Regions from separate parts of the Danio rerio genome. Here region 2 is linked to region 1. A link is a contact called in public HiChIP or PLAC-seq data. All regions are on one chromosome and are shown on one strand. Each heading gives the region's core, a stretch centred on a gene start, on an enhancer-like site or on the middle of the called end of the contact. The rest is flanking DNA. Distances are from core to core; before and after follow the strand shown.

Region 1 (2,917 bases), core at 121-2,620:
TCCAGAAAGTGGGTAAGACAAAAACAAAAGCCATAAAATAAAACAAACAACTAATTAAAAGGGTGAGAATGTGTTAACATCTGAAAATGTAATGAAAATCGGGGGCTTTTCTTTTTTTGCATTGTTTTTGAATACTCTGTCGGTTGGGTTTAGGGAAGTGGGTGGGCGCTGGTCGGTCAATCTGTGCTTTTGAAAACACTATTGGTTTGGTTTAGGGAAGGAGGAGGGTGGGTCAGTCGATTGGTCAGTCAGTCATTCAGTCAGTTGACAACAGCCTCTGATAGATTTACGTACGAATAGCAGGCGCGAATGGCACTCGCAAGAGAAATTTGAGATCTCAATAGGCATACACAGGGGTCCATTGTGGATTTACAAAAATAAAATCTGCAAAAACATACCTCCTAGGACATATTTGATGCTCTCCAGTAATGTATATAGAGGTACGTTTTCAGAATGAGCCTGGGTTGCACTAATGGCAATACTTCATATTGCCCCACACCATATTGACCTGAGGCAGGAGAGAAGACATTTACATACTATGAATTAGTGGAAAACAGAATCATATTTACAGTTTTTTGGGTGCACAAACGTGTTCTTGAAGCTTTGTATAGTTGCAGTTGAACCACTGAAGTCACATTGACTGTTTTGTGGTTCATTTTCTGGATTTTAAACATCTCATGATCTAGGAGTCAATGAAGGATGAGAGAGCTTCTGAATTTCATTTAAAATATCTTAAATTGGGTTAATAAAATATGCATTCTTTTGGGGCGAACTATCACTTTAAAATGCAAGCTTATAGGTTTGAGAGTAGGTCCATCATTTCAGCAAGGTCCAGTAAAATAAAAATTCAGGCTCTGTCACTCACTGAGGATATTATGTGCGATTTTAAATGGATAAAGATGAAATTAGACATGTGCAAATAGTCCTCATCACAGTAAAAATGAACAATTTTTTTTTTAATTCAGCATGATATATTAATCTCCTTACATCTCTTTTCTCTTCATCTATTTTGTTGTAACTTTTTTGGATTATGAATTTACCTAAAAACAATATTATTTCAAAAATAAAACTTAATAATAAAAACTAAAATAATATTTGCTAAAAAAAACTTCATTTTTTGTTTAAATTGAGTATTTTTTTATACTGAGAGAGACGATGAGAGGAGAGAGTCGTTTTGTTCTATAGCATTACATATAGCCTATATGATATATAATATAGAGCGGGAGGGAGAGATATCTGGCCGTAACTGGAGCGGTAACGGAACTGCTCTATTGTTCTCGTTAAATTCCTTTCCCCCGCACTCTCTCGCGCATGCCAGTCTCCCGTTCTTCAGCAGGACAGACGGGGAGGCTGATGCGCTCGTACGCATTGGCTGAGCGGAGACCTCAGATGTTTTTTTAGCTTATATTTTTAGCAGAGGAGGTCGGACTCGTATTGCACCGCGCGTGGTAGAAGTGCAGTTCATCTGCAGTGCTGCTGAGCGCTGGAGAACCGCAGTGTGTGAACGCTCGAGCTCAGCATATTCAACGCGTCCGCTTGACGGCCAATGCTCTGAAGTAAACACTCCGGATAGCTCATCTAGGATTTCAGTGGCCCTCTTGCTAAGACGCTTTTTATTTGGGAAATGGCCAGTTCTGGAGACGACTCGGCTTCAAACGCCCAGCTGGATCAGCCTGCAGAAGCGACCCCCGAATCAGCCTTTCAAGAAGCTCAGAAATGGATCGAGGTGAGTTCGCTGCTCATATAAGTAAACGATGCTCTTGTGTTTGTTTGCGTGCTCATATAAAGAGGTTGCGTTGCGTGTTGAGAAGCTTATTAATATTGCACCGTCACCTGTTGTGTGAGTGTGGCGGGTTTGGTTACAACAACGGGCTATGAAGCCCATGCAGCCGCGCGCGGGGATCATGTGCGCGGGATTCGGCTGCTGTAATCGGACTAGCGCGGCTTTAATGTCTCGCCGAATTTCTCTTAGGCTACATGTCATGACAGCAAGCAGCCTAATTAAATCAGATTTTATATTATAAGTATCCGCCAATCCAGCGGACACTTTTCCAAACAAAACATGATGCATTTTTGAAGAGGTGCAAAAACAGAGGGATGGATGCACGGACACGCCCCCATCAGCTAAGCGATTCCAGTTGTTGTGGAAGCTTAAAGACACGCCCCCCTTGTCCTCTTACATTCACGCCCCCTTTCCAGTCGTCACGGCAGCGCGCAAGATCAGGCAAACAGTTTGTTTACGGAGCATTCGTGGCATGGAGAATGTATGTCTTATTTGACCCGATTCACAGTAAGGTTGAACATGTGATCGGAGATCTGTTTCATCTCTAGAGATGCCAGAGTTTAAGATGTAGGTCTTGGTATTAATATTATGACCCATTTTAGCGGTTGTGGATTGGACAGGGAGATTCCTCACGTCACTGAGCTAGATTTGAGGACTAGAGTCGTGTGCAGTAGAGTAGATCAGCCTAGTGTTGTGTGATGATGGACTCATCCTATAAAACATGAACAAATATAAAAAGTTTATGTATTACTTTATTTTGATGGTGCCTTTTTCACATTCCGTTGACTATAAGTTATATTGCATCTACATGCCAACTAATTATTATTAGAGCTAGGGTGCCCAAACTTTTTTTTTTATGAAGAGCCAAAAATTAAACTGGATTGAGGCTAGTGGGACGAAAGGTAAATATAGTTGTCATGAGTAATTTCCTAATTTATTTAATAATATTTAAAATGGGCAGCACGTTGCCGCAGTGGGTAGCACAATCGCCTCACAGCAAGAAGGTCGCTGGTTCGCTGCAACAGTTGGCATTTCTGTGTGGAGTTTGCATGTTCTCCCTGTGTTTGCGTGGATTACCTCTGAGTGCTCCTGTTTGCCCAAAGACAGGTGCTTTTGATGGGGTAGGCTAAACCC
Region 2 (2,917 bases), core at 116-2,615, 130 kb after region 1:
CAGGAAGACTAGTCCGGATAGAAGGAAAGATGAATGCAGCAATGTACAGAGACATCCTGAATGAAAACCTGCTTCAGAGTGCTCTTGACCTCAGACTGGGGTGACAGTTTATTTTCCAGCAGGACAATGACCCAAAGTGAAGCCACTTCATTGATATGTTGGCAGTGTGCGCCAACATATCAATGAAGTGGCTTCACAACAACTGTGCCCAGACCTAAATCCTGTAGAACATCTCTAGAGATCTGAAAATGGCTGTACACCAATGCTTCTCATCCAACCTGATAGAGCTTGAGATTAATCCATTTTGGAATAAAGTTGTAATTTTAAAAAATGTGGAAAAAGTGAAGCGCTATGAATACTTTCCAGATGCACTGTATGCTGGATAAGTTTGCAGTTCATTCCACTGTGGCTACCGCCGCGCCGATTATTAAAGGTAGCCTACTATGCCAAAAAGAAAATGAATGAATGAAGTGGCCATTTGCAGATATTTATTATTGTAAAGATTATTATTGGAGATATTATTGTTATTATATATTAATTATTACTAATTACCCTAGTTAAGCCGTTAAATGTCCCTTTAAGCTAAATACTAGTATCTCGAAAAATATCTTGTAAAATATAATTTGCGTTAATGACAGATAAAAGTTAATAGATAAATCAGACATCGGAAATTATTTAAACTATCATGTTTAGAAATGTTTAGAAAAAGTCTTTCTGATAAACAGACATTGGGAAAAAATATACAGGGGGCTAATAATTCTGACTTTGTTATAAGAGATCTAACAATGCCTCAACATGACTTTTTGACACTGGAGTGAGGGCAGAACAACAATACTCAACATGTTTTATTTACATTCTTTCTGATCTTCAATTAAAATAGTTTCTATAATTCTTATAATTAATGTTAGTTTCTTTTGAATTAATAAAATTAAGAATCAAGTTAATAGAATTTTAGGAACTTAATAGTTAATGATGAAATTCAAGATTTTGTGGGATAACCTTCAATACGTTGGAGTGCTAACATAAATATGTGGCCAGTACGGGGATCGAACCCGCGACCTTGGCGTTATTAGCACCACGCTCTAACCAACTGAGCTAACCGGCCAACTGTTTGGCTGAGTTGACACATACCATTACAAACCTAGCTAAATCCATGTTATGAACAGATAAAATGGACTTTAAATAATTTTTAACGTTTATCTTTATGCATACCGTTTCCAGTGTGTTCCATCCGTGCCTCTTTCTAAATTTCAAATAATAAACCTCTTACTTTCCAAGCATACTTGCCCTTTACCATGTTTCTGCGCACGCGCGTCCATCCTGATGCGCGCGATGCTTGACAGGCACCAGCGGCGCGTTCCCGACAGTAGAGAGGGCGCGCCCGTAGACGTTGCTGCTCAGGCTTCAAGATGGCGGAAGCCCTGACAAATCAAGAGGCGGTAAGATACCTACATTTTCACCAAGCTCTTCTTAAATTTCATAGCGTGTTTCCTGAGCCGCCTCTGTTTTTCACTATGTTTAAGATAAAATGCTAGGTAACACACCTGTGGTTTATTTGTTAACAAGGGTGTGAATGAGAAACGCGGCCCTGTGGCTGTTTTTGAGGGAGCTGAGGTAAATGCTAGCCCTGTTAGCGAGCGAGCGACACTCAGCGTAGTAACGCAGATATAGCCATTTATGACATTTATAATGATCAGATATTACTGTCGATATATTGGGAGCTGTTATATAGCATTGTATAATGAATCTTATACTTGTTTGACTGAACACCAACTGTCTAGCAGTAAAGTAGCATTACGTTAGGTTGGCATTGGCATATAACGTGAATGCGCTCAGTCTAACGTAGTATGTTCACAGTCTTATTCCAGCATGGGCGCGTTATAGATCAAATACAGCGTAAGTCAAAAATCTGCATCGCTGTACTGTCATGTATGACGATATATGCTTCTGCAAAGTCGCTATCGGTAAAACCCAAAGCGAACCCGGTGTCAGATGTGCTCCAGTGCTGGAAAATGTGAGACGATTCTCACTTCTGTCTCGCCGTGTGAACACTCATCTAATGCTGGAGGTGCCATTTGTTCTAACTCGTCGAGGAAACTGTGTTACATGAGCGTCTGTCTGGACGATTGCTGTCGTTTATAGAGCTGTCAAATCACAATGCTGCTTCTGCACACTCATGTGATTGAGTGTCAACTTGGCGCAATGTAGAAGTGATTTGTTTTGCATTGATGAATATGGTTTAGTTTTACTTTTGGAACCCATTTGGAAACCCCCCGTAACGTTATGTCAGGGCAGTGTGTGAAAGTGGACTGGTAACTATATTTATTAGTGCATTAGTTAGTGGTCAGCCAGTGTTTGAATTCAGTGGCTGTTTTATAGATATCTAGAGATTGGGGTTATAATATAGCCACTGTGTGATAAAAGCTAAAATGTTTATGAGAAATATGAAAAGTTCGAAGTTAGTAAAGAAGTTGGTTAACATTAAGTTTGTAAAACATAGTTTAATACAATGGTTTTGTGTTTTAATGTATTATAAAATATAAGCGATGCTGGCAGAGGAATAAACATGGTCATTTAGAAATCATTAGGGCTGCTCGATATTGGAAAAAAATGGCATTGCGATATTGAGTATACTTTTACCAGATGAAAATGAATGGCTCTATTTCGAAACAATTCATAGTTTTAGATTGATTTTGATGATTCTGTAATTTAGTTCATGTGCACGAATGAAAATAACTCAAAGCACTAGCATTGACAGATAGAGTGGAGCAAAAATGCAAATAAAATGCAACAAAATTTGATGGTTTTTGAGAAGGTCTAGCAGGCAAAATAACAATAAACAAATGTAAAACATCATTGTATAGTCTACATTGTATGTCAACCTGTATGTACTATTTTATTATTTTTCTTATGGTGA

The links. HiChIP or PLAC-seq counts read pairs in DNA pulled down with a chosen protein or histone mark.
Region 2: a contact with region 1 is called in an H3K4me3 HiChIP or PLAC-seq map of gastrula embryo, with 4 times the contacts expected there. The contact joins the promoter of ptpn9b here to the promoter of limch1a in region 1. A contact is called at or near these places in 2 of 4 datasets of contacts at active chromatin or transcription factors (embryo and gastrula embryo).

Annotation. Positions count from the first base shown.
Region 1 is chr1:20,477,105-20,480,021 of GRCz12tu, forward strand. It overlaps limch1a (LIM and calponin homology domains 1a), which reads left to right and starts at 1,371. Exons shown (of 34, transcript NM_001430852.1): 1 at 1,371-1,726. The coding sequence starts at 1,625.
Region 2 is chr1:20,607,225-20,610,141 of GRCz12tu, forward strand. ptpn9b (protein tyrosine phosphatase non-receptor type 9b) reads left to right here and starts at 1,366. Exons shown (of 13, transcript XM_685567.11): 1 at 1,366-1,439. The coding sequence starts at 1,410. It overlaps trnai-aau (transfer RNA isoleucine (anticodon AAU)), which reads right to left and starts at 1,105; the gene lies at 1,032-1,105.